2 separate regions of the Oryctolagus cuniculus genome follow, and region 2 is linked to region 1. Evidence: chromatin contacts called from public Hi-C data. All regions are on one chromosome and are shown on one strand. The core of a region is the stretch at or near the end of the contact, and the rest is flanking DNA. Distances in the headings are between cores, read along the strand shown. Region 1 overlaps SGMS1 (sphingomyelin synthase 1). Region 2 overlaps SGMS1 (sphingomyelin synthase 1).

The links. Hi-C and Micro-C count contacts between places; a contact is called where the count stands out from the background.
Region 2: a Hi-C map of skin fibroblasts shows a contact between it and region 1, with 1.6 times the contacts expected there. The contact joins two enhancer-like sites. A contact is called at or near these places in 4 of 6 Hi-C or Micro-C datasets (liver, psoas muscle, skin fibroblasts and 1 more).

What each region holds. Positions count from the first base shown.
Region 1 is chr15:43,347,058-43,354,632 of mOryCun1.1, forward strand. All of the region lies in intron 2 of SGMS1 (sphingomyelin synthase 1), which reads left to right. Among named protein-coding and RNA genes, the nearest start is that of SGMS1, 77 kb to the left of the region's middle. Within about 2 kb of position 2,789, at least 1 of the 8 cell types and tissues checked has an H3K27ac peak or open chromatin away from gene starts, as enhancers often do.
Region 2 is chr15:43,548,852-43,556,426 of mOryCun1.1, forward strand. The region is part of intron 6 of SGMS1 (sphingomyelin synthase 1); the gene reads left to right. Among named protein-coding and RNA genes, the nearest start is that of ASAH2, 73 kb to the right of the region's middle. Within about 2 kb of position 2,645, at least 2 of the 8 cell types and tissues checked have an H3K27ac peak or open chromatin away from gene starts, as enhancers often do.

The DNA of each region.
Region 1 (7,575 bases), core at 1,539-4,038:
TCATCCCAGCTCCAGCCATTGTGGTCATTTAGGGAGTGAACCAGTGGATGGAAGACACCCTCACCCCCTGCCACCGCCAACTTTGACTTTCAAATAAATAAAAATAAATCCTAAAAAAATGTAGATTCCTGAGCCCCAGACCACACTCACAAAACCATGATCTATATAGGTGTAGAGGACAGGAATCTGCATTTTAATGAGATAACTCGGGTTTTGTCCATAGCGGAGTCCTAGAATCTGATCTTGAAAGTGGTGATTTCATTCACTCATTTGGGCAAGGGGTGAGACTGCAATTTCATAGAGGACATGAAAGGGTACACTTCAGCCTTAATTGATTTGAATAAAAAGGTACATAAACCAGGGTGAGTTTTTTTTTTTTTTTAATATTTTATCTATTCAAGAGAGTTATAGACAGAGAGGGGTCTTCTATCCACTGGTTCACTCTCCAAGTGACTGCAACGCTGGAGCTGAGTTGATCAAAGCGGGAAGCCAGGAGACTCCTCCAGGTCCCCTATGTGGGTGCAGGGGCCATCCTCCACTGCTTTCTCAGGCCAGAAGCAGAAAGCTGGATTGGAAGAGGAGCACTACCTAGCCACTCACAAGGGATGCTGGCACCGCAGAATGAAGGCTAGACCCAGCCCACCATACCACAGTGCCAGGTGTTAAAGACCCAGGGTGGGTGGGTTTTTAACACCATCTTGGAAAACTAAAGTTTTAACTTGGCTTGTTTGTAAATGTTCTGAACCTGTATGAAGATACGCTCTCTGGTGGCTTAGAGATGTCATTGCAACCTCCATCCTTTTGGGGGCGAGAGGCCCACCTGAAATGTTAGAGAGCCTTGAAACTGGTGTTTGCAGTCTTGGTAATTGTAAAAGCAAAATGCTTCTGTGTCTCGCATCCTTCCACCTTTCAGTTGAGTTAGTTTAATTCTGAATAAACCAGAATTGAAGCACCACATGGCTTTCTAGTTTGTTTCTGCTTGACCTTTCATTAAAGCAAGTGTCTGAAGTCAGTGTCTTTGGTAGCTGCTTTAAATCTGTCAGTGTTTAAAGATCAAGAATGTATCATGAAGGGCATTGAGCAAATTCAAGAAATTGGCATAAATGTGATCGAGTAAGCACAGCACATTCTTAGAATTTCAGAATCATAGAAGGTCTCAGCTGGAAGAAAACCCAGAAATCCTCTAATCTAGCAGTGGCAGTGGTTAGGGGATTGGGCTCTGGACCCAGATGGTCTGTGTTCCATTCACACTCTGCTGGTTGATACTAGCTGGTGTATTACTTTGTGCCCCAGTTTCCTCAGTTGTCAAATGAGAGTGGAGATACTTCCTAGGGTTGTTATGGGATTGCAGCGTGTTGATATTTGCAAAATGCTTGAACTAGTGCCACAAACACTGCAGACATGCCATAAAACCTGTGAGAAAAACAGAGCAATTATGGTTTGCTGAAGGTCATGTTAAATAGTTCAAGGTTCAAAAACCAGGCCTTTTAGCTCCCACCTAGTCTAATTTTGTTTCTATCAACTGTACCAGTCAACTGTGGGCTTAAATATTTCTGTCCACCTCATAAAAGCACTAGCATTTTGGAGCTGTGCTTAGCCACAGAACTTAGATACTATTCTTGACTTAACAAGGTGTGATACAACATAAAAAGGTTAACAGATGCAGCCGGAATCTTCTCTCCCAATGACTGTGGTCCCTTGCTGAGTAATGCAGCTTTTTTAAATGGCTGTTAGGAAAACTGGCGAGCAGGATATGGAAACCGTGATCACAACTAGATCAAAGCAGATTGTGGGAAGTAGAAGGGAATTCATTAAAACAATCGTGGCATGTTCGGGATTACGAGGTCAAAGGGCCTGGTGCTTTTATAATTGCAGGATTGTTTTACTGGAAGGGTAAGCTGCCAGGAATGTGTGGACAAAGCCCTTCTCACTCTATACGTTTGACTTGTCCCTGTCATTGGTAATGCTCTCCTCGCTTTGCTCAGTGCCTGGCATTAACACCTGGCAGTTATATTGCTAGGTCAGCAAGGAGAAACATTATACATCTATTTAATGGGTACTTATTTATACATGAGACTATGTATGTGTCTGTAACAAATTGAAGGAAAAATGGTGAAAGTTCCTACTGAGAACTGACATGCTCACTGAACTATTTATATCTGCTTTATTTCCTTTCTTCTGTCTGCATAAGCTTTCCGGTGTTTAAGGAAGAGGTGTTGGATGTTTCCTCCTGTTGACATAGTTGAATTGCAGTTCATATAGCTTTACTTAGGAAGGGATGGCTTTTGCCTGTAAAAACTTCTCAGTGTTGGGACTGTGTACATATGCCTGCGTGCCTGGTGAACACCTTCTCCACGCTGTGGGTCTCCACCTGGAGCTCCTCAGGTGAGACCATTCATTCCTCTGTGTTGTCAGATGTATTTCCTATGCCTCTGGGCAGGCTTAGTCCTTTGAGAAAAGCTGCTAAAATGTTTCTAGTAATAGTGAGTACAGGGGAGCAGTGACACTCAGACCTGTGTGGCCTCGGAAGTTATTTAACTATTTTAAGGATCAGTTTCTGTATTAGCAAAATGGGTTTAATTCTAGAATATACCTATATCTGATGATCATCACTGTTCAGAGAAATAACCGTATTTAATCCTTTCCTTTTCTTCACTCCCAAAGTGTTACCGGTGAAAGGCAGGGTCCTTGTCTTCGCGCAAGAAAGAATTAAGGTGTGAGACAGAGTAGTAGAAAGTAAAATAGCAAGGTTTATCAGGGCAGGGACATCCGTAAGAACGGATGGGCACCTCTCCAGACAGGACCTGAAAGAGAGAGTGCCCAGTCGCTCAGACTGGGGGAGAGCTGGGTTACATGGTTGAGTGGAGAGAGTACACCTGGCCAGGCCAGGTGGGTGGCTCAGCATAGAGGCAGAGGGCTGAGCACACAGTCTGGTTGAGGCTGGGGGTTTTTAAGAGGATGGGTCTTGCCTCCCCACCTCTGCTCCTCTTGGAACAAAGGACTTCTTGGATTTAAATAGAAAAATTCCTATCTGAGTTTTCCCCGTGAAGTTATCAGACAGGAGGAAGCCTGGCTGGTGCTGCCCCGGTTAGAGGAAGGATGGTCAGGACCCCCTGGAGGATCAGGATCTGGAGCAGAATATTTGAAATGCATATACTGGGCTGCCCCTGGAAAGTTATTGGTATGACTTTGAGATGCATATGTTGGACCTAGATGTCAATTCTTTAGGCCTTTGTCACACACACATAAGCTCATATCTGACTTCCTACCTAACAAAAGCAGCCTGGGTATTTGCTGTGTGTAGAAATACAGGATATGAGTGAGCCAAATGACTTGGAATGATAGTCACAGGTGCACTTCTGGCAGCTAGATGCAGGTGGGCTGTGTTGTTTAATGGTTGGTGGTTGGAACTAATGTTAAAGAAAAGAAGGTTGAAGTAAAGTACTGTGCCAAGTAAAGCAACATTTGGGGGCTTTCTTGTCCATCCCACTTAGTTACAGTGACGGGTCTTCGATATGTGATGTGTACCCTGCTGCATGTTTACCATGGTCCTGAGGCATTATGGTCTGTTTTAAGTGAATATTTCTCTTTTTTCACCCTGGGGTTGTCTGAATGAACTTATATGGGCTGGTCCTCAGTAGCTTCCAGGTCAATATGTACTTACAAGAAAGCTTTCCAAGGCCTTGAAATTTCCTATTGTTGAACACGAATGGCATCCAGCTCTTCCATTAATCAGGAAAAAATGCCAGATGCTATTTTGCATTGTGGTATTTGGCTCATTCCGAGTTGCTTATCTGGGCTATTTCAGGCAGGAAATTGTAAGCAACCAGTCGTAACTTGTTCCTTTTTTATGGCGGGCCTAGAGAATTCTAGTCTAGGAATTAGATTCAGAATATGATGGTATAAACTCAGATGGTGCCTATAAGTGAAAAAAATACTTAGAGTTTAAAAAACCAGTAGATAGGGGCCAGTGCTGTGGTACAGCAGGTTAAAGCCCTGGCCTGAAGCACCGGCATCCCATATGGGCAACGGTTTGGTACCCTGCTTCTCCACTTCCAATCCAGCTCTCTGCTATGGCCTGGGAAAGCAGTGGAAGATGGACCAAGTCCTTGGACCCCTGCGCCCGTGTGAGAGACCCGGAGGAAGCTCCTGGCTCCTGGCTTCGGATTGGCGCAGCTCCAGTGTTTGCAGCCAATTAAGCAGTGAACAAGCAAATATAAGACCTTGTTTTCTCTCTGCCTCTCCTTTTCTCTCTGTGTAACTCTGACTTTCAAATAAATAAATCTCTTTTAAAAAAATAAACCCCATTAGATAAATAGTAATAATAATAGGTTTCTGGGAGTTGATTGAATCATTAGCACATAATTGTCATTTATATTCAGAAACTGCAGAGTCCAGTTGAAGGAGTATAGGGGCAGGAAAGAGGAGTGGTTACTAGCAGGGGCCTGGATCTAGAGTCTGGGTGTGCCTGTGGCTCTACCACTTAACTGCATTACAAGTAGCCCACCTTCTCTGTCTCAGTGCTTTCATTTTTAATAGGAGGTAATAACAGCATCTGCTTCTTAGAGTGGCTGTGCGAATTACATAAATAAATATAAATTAATCAGCTAAGTGTATGAGTCACCTCTTTGTCAGTATAACAGATACCTGAGAGAAGCTACTTTTGGAGGAAGAAGGTTTATTTCGGTTCATGGTTTTGGAGGTTTACAGTCTAAGATTGGCTAACTCCTCTAGTCTGTCATCTGATGAGGGTGGTGGGTGTGGAACTGTTGCAGAGGGCAGAGTCACAAGTCAGAAAGCAGAGAGGCCGGGCCCATGGTCGTGCATGTCTGTGGGGTCTCTTATAAAGCCACCATGATTTGATCATGGGCTCTCCACCCCGATGGCCTAATCTAATCCAGTCACTTCTGAAAGGCTCCAACTTTCAATACCATAATTGGATGAATCCTCACCCTCTGTAGTACCATTAACTTAAGCCTTTGAGATGTAAATGTCTGTATGATGGTGGGGGGAGCCAAATCCTGTTCAAACTATAGCACTTAAGTTAATATCTATGTAAGTTACCTCTGTAACCTCAAAACCTTCCAAGTTCCCCTTTCTTCCCATTTTTCTTTTCCTATTCTCAGCCCACCTATGGTGGGAAATAATTCTGTTGTTTTTGTACTAAACAGCCTTAGAAGAATGAGACAGAATGTAGAGTGTTCTTTGAAACAAAGGTCAGCAATGCTTACTGCCTACTATATAAAAGATTTGGGTCCCCCACTGGTGTAAAAACTCTTTCCCCTTTTTTAACAATAAAGTATTTTTTTCCTGGTTGCATGATTTGGTTTTACTGTTGAATTTCTTTACTTGTTCATATTTTAGGTCAGGTTCTGATTTCTACAACACCCTTTATACAACTTCTTGTCCTACTGTTAAAGCACCTTTTTCTTTTAAAATGCTTCATTAAAAATTTGAGTTGAGGCCGGCGCCGTGGCTCACTAGGCTAATCCTCTGCCTTGCAGCGCCTGCACACCGGGTTCTAGTCCCAGTCGGGGCGCCGGCTTCTGTCCCGGTTGCTCCTCTTCCAGGCCAGCTCTCTGCTGTGGCCCGGGAAGGCAGTGGTAGATGGCCCAAGTGCTTGGGCCCTGTACCCCACGGGAGACCAGGATAAGTACCTGGCTCCTGCCATAGGATCAGCGCAGTGCGCTGGCAGCAGCGCGCCGGCTACAGCGGCCAATGGAGGGTGAACCAACGGCAAAGGAAGACCTTTCTCTCTGTTTCTCTCTCTGACTGTCCACTCTGCCTGTCAAAAAAAAAAAAAAAAAAAAAAAAAAAAAAAAAAAAAGAGTTGATAAGCTATTCTTCTTTGCCAAAGCAGGAGTTGTTCTTTCCAGGGCCAGTGCTATGACATACCAGGCTAAGCCTCTGCCTCAGCGCCAGCATACCATATGGGCGCTGGTTCATGTCCTGACTGCTCCTCTTCTGATCCATCTCTCTGCTGATAGCCTGCGAAAGCAGTGAAAATGGCCCAAGTGTTTGGGCCCCTGAATCCATGTGGGAGACCTGGAAGAAGCTCCTGACTCCTGGCTTTGGATCAGCTCAGCTCTGGCCATTGCAGCCATTTGAGGAGTGAACCAGGGGATGGAAGGCCTTTCTCTCTGACTCTCCCTCTTTCTGTCTATAACTCTGCCTCTCAAATAAATAAATAAAATCTTTTAAAATAAAATAAAAAAGAGTTCTTTTCAACCTCATGTAAAACCTAGTATTGCTTAAATATGTAATAAGGGGCACTAGATATTCCCCCATGTATTTCAGCAATTTATTACTAATTTCTTTTTGAAAGTATGCTGCTCAGGCCAGTGCTGTAGTGTAGTGGCTAAAGCCACTGCCTTTAGTGCTGGTATCCCATATCAGTGCCAGTGTAAGTTCTGGCTGCTCCATTTCCGATCCAGCTCTCTACTATGGCCTGGGAAAGTAGTAGTAGAAGATGGCTCAAGTGCTTGGGCCTTTGCACCCATGTGGGAGACTTGGAAGAAGCTCCTGGCTTCAGATTGGTACAGCTCCAGCTGTTGCGGCCATCTGGGGAGTGAACTAGTGGATGGAAGACCTTTCTTTCTCTCTGCCTCTGCCTCTCTGTAACTCTGCCTTTCAAATAAATAAATCTTTAAAAAAAGGATGCTGCTCAGAGATTCTGCTTTTCTAAATGACTAATAATGAAGCTTTATACTTCTGTATTTTAAAACATTATTAGCAAAAGGCTTTTTAAAATCTTTTTTCTTAGACTTTACTCATTATTATGGATACCTGAAAATTACTTAATAAGAAATGCCAAGTTTAATGATTACAAAGAATTGTACCCTACAGAGAGTATTCAGATTCTGGACAAAACCTTTGAAGGTTATCCCATGGTGTTTATTTATTTATTTAAAGATTTATTTATTTATTTATTTTGAAGGGCAGAGTTACAGAGAGGCAGAGAGAGAGAAAGTCTTCCATCCAGTGGTTCACTCCCCAGATGGCCACAACGGCCAGAGCTGTGCCAATCTGAAGCCAGGAGCCAGGAGCTTCTTCTGGGTCTCCCAGGTGGTTGCAGGGGCCCAAGCACTTGGGCCATCTTCTACTGCTTTCCCAGGAGAGCTGGATTGGAAGTAGAGCAGCTGGGACTCTAACTGGCACCCATATGGGATGCCAGCACTGCAGACCGCAGCTTTACCCACTATGCCACAGCGTCGGCCCCAGTGGTGTTTAAATATTACTACATTTCAATCTTCGAGCAAGATTAACAGAACTGTATAGAATCAGTGTTTATATAAAATTTCCTGTACACAGCTTATTTGCAATTTGGACTAACCCTGAACATACACTTAGAACCTGGGTAACAGCTACAAGCAAAATTGAGTGGTTGGATCAGGCTGCCTGTTTTCTACATGCTGTTGTCCCAGTTCTTAGAAATGTTGGATTTGACCTTCAACTCTGCAAGCCAGTGTTTCCTGCTCTTAATTTGAATTTTATGTCAGTGGATTCTATGTTGAGTGCTGAACAAACAGAATTTAACAACTTTCCCTGTTTCTTGACTGATTTTTCTTGGAATTC
Region 2 (7,575 bases), core at 1,395-3,894, 200 kb after region 1:
TCCCATATGGGCGTCGGGTTCTAGTCCAAGTTGCTCCTCTTCCAGTCCAGCTCTCTGCTGTGGCCCAGGAAGGCAGTGGAGGATGGCCCAAGTGCTTGGGCCTTGCACCCACATGGGAGACCAGGAGGAAGCACCTGGCTCCTGGCTTTGGATCGGTGCAGCACCGACCGTAGCAGCCATTAGGGGAATGAACCAATGGAAGGAAGACCTTTCTCTCTGTCTCTCTCTCACTGTCTATAACTCTCTCTCTAACTCTCTCTCACTGTCTAACTCTGCCTGGCAAAAAAAAAAAAAAAAAAAAAAGAAAAGAAAAAAAAAAGTTTTCTGACTGCTTTACACAGTTAAGGTTTGCGTGGGGTGGAGTTTACCCAGGATAGTAATGAGGAAGCTTTAGTGGTGATTTCAGAGGAAAGTGGTATTAATCTGAACCATGGAGGCTGCATTGGAAGTGAAGTAGATGGACTTGTGATATATTGAAAAGTTAGAATCCTTTTGTGACACCGGTTACTTTCGATATGACTGTTTTCCATCTTTACCAACTGAATAGCTAAAGAATTGCATCATGCTCTTGTTTAATTTTTGTTTTTTAAACTGATGAGATTGTACTCTCCCCAGTTATTAGTGGGGTGTGTCTCTGTGTGTGTGTGGCCTATTTGTAATCTTTGTTGAAAGACCTTTTTCGTATCAGATTTTTAAAAGCTCTTCATATTGCAATTAAGGGCAGAATAAAATGGTTTATTCTGTGTGCAGTGTTTGTACATTTTCATTTTTTTAGATCTATGGTTTATACACTTGATATCAATTCTATGTTGCCATTAGAGATCTATTGTAAATGGTGTGATTTGAGTGAATACTTTTAAATATAACTCATTTTGAACCTTAAATATTTCAGCACAACATAACAGAGTGAACTTGTTTGAGGGTACTTTGAAAGTATTGTGGAAAATGGAGTTAGAACATGAGTTTATTTTGCTGTAAAATTTTTTGAAATCCATGCTTCAGAATGATCTTAAAAAAGTTTATGGAAAAAACATATTATTCAAATAGTGTACATGAGTTTCAAAAAATTGTCACACCAAAATAAGTTCATTTCTTAATTCCACATATCAATGAGCTTTTTAAAGCTCTCTCTAATGTTCAAAGCTTTTTAAAAGTATAGAATTCTTGGCTGTGCTTGTCGAAATCTTCTTTTTTTATTTTAAGATTTATTTATTTATTTATTTGAAAGAGTTACAGAAAAAGAGGAGGGGCCAGCGCTGTGGTATAGTGGGTAAAGCCACTGCCTGCAGTGCCAGCATTCCATATGGTCTTTATTTCACCCTCATTCATAAATGAGAGCTTTGCAGGGTACAATATTCTGGGTTAACAGTTTTTTTTCTTAAGGCTTAGAATATATCTCGCCATTCTTTCCTAGCCTGTAGGGTTTCTGATGAGAAGTCAGCTGTGAGTCTAATTGGAGATCCTCTGAAAGCAATCTGTTCTTTCTCTCATGCATACTTTAGAATCTTATCTTTATGTTTTACTGTGAGGTTAATTACAATGTGTTTTGGTAAGATCTTTTCTGGTCTTGTCTATTAGTGATCCTATATGCTTCCTGTACTTGGACGTCCCTTCCTTTCTCCAAATTGGGGAAGTTTTCTGTAATGATTTCACCCAAAAGGCTTTCTAATCCATTCTCTCTTTCATGCCTACAGGAGCTCTTAAGATTACCTGTATGTTGGGTAGTTTGATAGTATCCATTGATCTCCAACACTGTTTTTTTTGTTTTCTAATTTCCTCTTCTTTTTTTGTTGTGACTGTAAAATTTCCAGAGGTTTCTCTCCTAACTTGGATATTCTTTCTTCTTCCTCACTGATTCTGTTGTTAAGGCTTTCCACTGCATTTTTTTTAATTGAATTTTACATTTCCAGTATTTTGTTATTTAATCTCAATTTCACAAGAAAAAAATTTCTTTCATATCATGTATAGATTTCTTTAGTTTGTGGATTTGCTTCTGATTACTTCTAAGTAATCCTACAATCAATTTTGAATTCCATTTCTTGCATTTCATCAGTCTCTTCATTTTCACATTCTATTATTGAAGTGTTGTAGTCCTTTGTGGGCATCATGTTGTCTTCCCTATTCTTGTTTCTTGAATTGCTGCATTTATTTTTAGGCATTTATGGAAATACTTATTGTTTTTTTTTTTTTTTTCCTTGTGATGACTTTTATCTTTGGACTATGCTTCTGTGGATTAGTGGAGTGTCTGCTCTTTCAGTGAATACCCTGAGTGAGGTGTGTGCTGGGTATGGCCAGGGAGCTCTGTTCAGTGCTCCAGGGTGAGGGGAGTGTCCAAGGTGACTCCCAAATTAGGAGTAAATCTCTCTTTTTTTTTCCTTCTAAAAGGGGAGATTTGTTCAGCTCTGTTGGTCTAATCTCATGCTCACCTCCAAGGAGACCAATGCTTGGGCGCTAGCCCCGCTGGGTACGATATTCACCTCTTCTGCCACTAAAACCACACAAATGATCCGTGCAGTCCTTGGCGTGAGCACAGATCCTGCAGCAGTGATCCTCCCCAGGGAATCAGGGAGCCCTGAATGTGTTGAGCCATCCACAGTGACTGCCCGAAGTCCCAGCCTCACCCTCCTCCTTCACACACAGCCTCAGTGTTTTCACAGTCCCAGCACACAAGGCTGCCACAGTCACGAGCTCCCAGGCCCCTGTCTCCTCTTGGCTGGTTGTTGGGCACAGGGAGAGAAGCTTGTGCTAGTTAGAGGACATCAGTGCCAGGTGGTCAGGGAGAGCGAAACGTGCCCCCGTTTTTTTCCCTCTAGGTTGGCAGGTACACTGTCCCCCACAGGGCTGCACGCCAGACTTACACCAGGCTCTTCCCTCAGCTTTATCTGCAGTGGCTTGGGCTGCTGCCATCTGCCATCTGGTCTCACCTCACTATCCGGAGCTGGTGCTGGGGCTCTCAGCTGCTTGGTTCTGAGTTGTGTACGTCCACACCCTCCACGTGGATCTACAGTGTCCCTTGATTTGCATGGAGTTTCCTCTGCTGTTTTCTCCTTAACTCTTTCCTGAAATTGCACTTTCTCCACGTTTTTTTTTTTTTTTAACTATCTTTCCCCAGACCAGAGCAGTAAACTCCCTCCCTGTTCCACCATCTTGCTGCCTCTCCTGATCATTTTCTTATAAATTCTTTACAATCTGTCAGTCATCTTTGATTAGTTGCATGGTTTTAAATTTGTTGCATTAAGTTATAGTCAGAGACACCAGAGAATAAAGCTTGTTAAAATTTTGTATAAAAACAGCAGTAAATATTTATAGTGATAGGATAAGTCCTTCTGCTAAATTGTGTGCTCTTTAATGTTTATTTTGTTAACACCCTCAGCAGTCTTGTGGGAGGGCAGGATAGCTCAGAAGGGCATTAAGTTTGCAAGAAAAACTCGAAATGGCCATGTTGCTAATTATAGCCACTGGATGTGCGATAAGATCTTACGGGTATGGTGGAGATAGCATCAATTGATAACTAAGAAAACAGGGTTCTAGTTCTTGCAATTCCATTATTTAATGGTGTCATTTGGCCCAGGACGTTTGCTGGAAGTTAACTCCAGCATTGGTTTTAACTGGAAATGAGTGCTGGGATGTTATTTCATTGACTTTATACTGCCCCCTGGTGGTGATGTACCTTATTCCAAACCTGATGTAGTCCCTTCACAGCCTGTGTTCCATGCAGACCTGTTTCATGGATCAGGAATGTCCCTTCTGGGAAGTTAAGCTTTGCTGCTAGCAGTTGTCAGTCAGTTGATAAAGAAGGCAGGGGCTGGTGCTGTGGCATAGCGGCTTAAGCCGCCACCTGCAGTGCCGGCATCCCATATGGGCGCCAGTTCGAGTCCCAGCTGCTCTACTTCTGATCCAGCTCTCTGCTATGGCCTGGGAAAGCAGTAGAAGATGGCCCAAGCCCGTGGGCCCCTGCACCCATGTGGGAGACCCAGAAGAAGCTGCTGATTCCTGGCTTCGAATCGGCACAGCTCCACCCGTTGCGGCCAATTGGGGAGTGAACTAGTGGATGGAAGACCCCTCCCTCCCTCCCTCCTTCCCTCTCCCTCCCTCCCTCTCTCTCTCTCACCTCTCACCTCTCTCTCCTCTCCCCTCTCTCTCCTCTCTCCCTTCTCTCTCTTCTCTTTCTTCTCTCTTTCTCTGTCTTCTCTCTCTCTCTCTTCTCTCTCTCTCTCTCCCTCTCTCCCCCAGTGGATGGAAGGCCCCCCGCCTCTCCTTTTCTCTCTGTATAACTCTTTCAAATAAATCAATTAATCTTTAAAAAAAAGATAAAGAAGGTTGGTAAAGGTGGACCACAGAAGTTTGGGAGAAATAAAAAAAAAAATTCATGATTGCTTTTTACTTATAGGAGACCAGGCAACAGGAGGATCTGTACATGGTGGGAAGATGGCCATGGGTGCCCCCCAGATGTACACCAAAGTGCCATCAATTTAGAATTTACTCCCATTGAATGCTCTGTGATCTGAAAATAGTTTGAACTTTTCTGTCTACAAGATGAGTATTAGGAATTTATTTAGGGAGACAAACGTGGTTTCTCCTATGTGGACCTATGATTTGTTGCTAATTTTGAAACACAGTGTTAGTCCCAAGGGTCGTGGTCCTTAAATTAGATTTCCTTTCACCTCAGTGAGCCAAGTTTATTTTTGTCTGTGTAGTTTGGTCAACATTTTGTCTGTGAGATTTTGGTTAAGTTAGTGGGTATTTCTGATCCTCAGTGACTACAAAAACTGACTAAATTGTACATAGTACTTAAGAATTTTTTATATAAATCAAGAAATTATGTTGTTTTAGCCTTCTATCAATCTGTTACCTGCTCTAGGCAGTCTCCAATTTAAAAACCCGAAAGTGTACTTTACAATAGTTGCTTTTTATTATCTTTGTTAGACATGGTGACGGAGTACCCAAATCAGTCTTAGAAAGTCTCAGAGTTAAGCAGAGGCTTAACACCTGTCCCAGTCCATAGTTTTGTTTTGTTTTCTTTTTTTTTCTTTCTTTTTTTTTTTTTTACTTTTTAAAAAGATTTATTTTATTTACTTGAAAGGCAGAGCTGTGGGAGGAGTGGGGGGAGAGAGAGAGAGAGAGAGAGACGGAGGGAGAGATGTCGTTCATCTGCCAGTTCATTCCTCAAATGGCTGCAATGGCCAGGGTGTTGGGCCAGGCCTTATCCAGGAGCCAGGAAATTCTTCTTGGTCCCCACATGGGTCCAGAGGCCCAAGGACTTGGGCCATCTTTCACTCCTTTCCCAGGAGCATCTGCAGAGAGCTCTATAACTCCTCTGCTGCTGTTCTGGTCCAAGAATGTATCAGCATCTGCCTGGGAAAACCCTTCATGTGAAGTCTTTGCATTTGTGCCCCTTCAAGTGTGTTCTCCCAGGAACTGGACAGTGTCTTCTGCATGCTAATATGATCCCAATGCCCTGCTCCAGCCCCTGTTCTACTTTCTAAGAGATTTTTTTCAGCTTTGTTTCCTATTGAATTTTTCATATTTACCATGAATTTCTGAGATGGTTCTTTTTAGTATTCTTTGTCTTTCCTTTGGTATCATCTTGTTGCTGTTGAAAACCTAACTCCTTGGGGATATATTTCTTCCATTTTTCAATGGTTTTGTGTTCTTTTAATCTCTAGCTTTTGTATGCATTACAAAGCTAATGTCTGGATTTCTTTTTGTTTTAGTTGTAATTTGTATTTTGAAATAGGCACTAGTAAAGCTGTTTGGAAGCTCTCTGCATATGGGTTTCCTTTTTTTTTTTTTTTTTTTTTTGACAAGCAGAGTGGACAATGAGAGAGAGAGACAGAGGGAAAGGTCTTCCTTTGCTGTTGGTTCACCCTCCAATGACCGCCACAGCCGGCGCGCTGCGGCCGGTGCACCGTGCTGATCCGATGGCAGGAGCCAGGTACTTCTCCTGGTCTCCCATGGGGTGCAGGGCCCAAGGACTTGGGCCATCCTCCACTGCACTCCCTGGCCACAGCAGAGAGCTAGCCTGGAAGAGGGGCAACCGGGACAGAATCCGGCGCCCCGATCGGGACTAGAACCCGGTGTGCCGGCGCCGCAAGGCGGAGGATTAGCCTAGTGAGCTGCAGCGCCGGCTCATATGGGTTTCAACACAAGATGTTCAGTGTTCTTTGATCTTTCTCTTGGAAGTTACTCCAGGTGCCTAGTGAGATTGCAAGTGAGGGCAGATCCTACCCGAACATTTATTTGTAACTTGTACCCTTGTTTTTAGCAAGGGACCTCTGTTTTCAACTATGTTTGACATCCCCTATTCTAGAAACTGTCCGCTTCTCTTTCCAGATAGTCAGTTTCAGTCTTCTTTGGTGTACAGCAAAGGTGACTACCCAGCTGTGAAGAGGGAGAATCTAGCCACACCTTCCTGAATGCTCTCAGTCAATCCTTCTGATTTTAGCTCTGTTTCAAAAATTACCTGATAGCTTGTGGGCTCAGAAGGCTTCCCATAGCCTAGTCAGCGCATGTCAGGAGCCTCAGGTGATCACTGACATCAAACATAATAGTATTAATTGTTAAATTAACAACAGGAGTCACTGTGCCTTAACTTCCATGCAGGACCTCTGCCCTCAAAGCGGAGAGTTATTAGGAGAGTTAGCAGTAAAACTTGTTTTCAAAGATTGATTCCATTTTAGTGTATTCAGTGGAGGACATTCTTATGTCTCTAAGTTTTAGTTATGCCAAAGTGTCCAACCCCATTGCTTGTTTTCTTAGGTGCTTCTTTAATTAATGATAAAACATATTCCCAAATACTTACTTTCTTTTTTAATGTATTAAATGGAGGATGTTCTTACATCTCATAAACTACAGTTATGTCTAAGTGCTCACAAAAGATCTATCGTTCTTGGGTGCTTCCTTAAAGTTAATTGTGTTTTTTTTTTTTTTTAAAGGTGAAATTAACTTCGAGATGCAATGATTTTGAACAGCCCTTGTCTCAGCTGATGAGAAAGTTTTTTTTTTCTTTTTTCTTTTCCTTTTTTCATACAAATTGTTGAACTCTTTACTTACTATAAACTTAATCTTTGGTGTATAAAGTTAATTGAAAATAGATCTTAGTATAAAGTAAGACTCGGAATAAGAGAAAGAAGTAGAGGGGTGGGAGCGTGGGTTGGAGGGCAGACACAGCGGGAAGAATGACTATATTCCTAAAGCTGTACTTATGAAATGCATGAGGTTTGTATTCCTTAAATAAAAGGTTTCTTTGGGAAAAAAAAAAAAGTTACCTGATGCCACCCATTCCTTATCTACTTACTAAGGCTTCGGATACATAAATCCCATTGCTTCCTGTCTTTCCGCTTTGCTGGCTTCGGGTTCTTGTTCTTGGGTCTGCCAGATCACTCATCATGAGTCCACCTGCTTCCCAACTGCACAAGTTGTGTTTTTCCTCTTTTTACTTTGCCATTTTTGCTTTCATATCATTTCAGGGGAGTTTCCAGAGGCAAGGCACTTTTTTTTTTTTTTGAAATCTGAATCCTCTTTTGATGGAATGGATTCATTTTCTCTTTCTCTTTCTCCACGAATAAAGAAGAT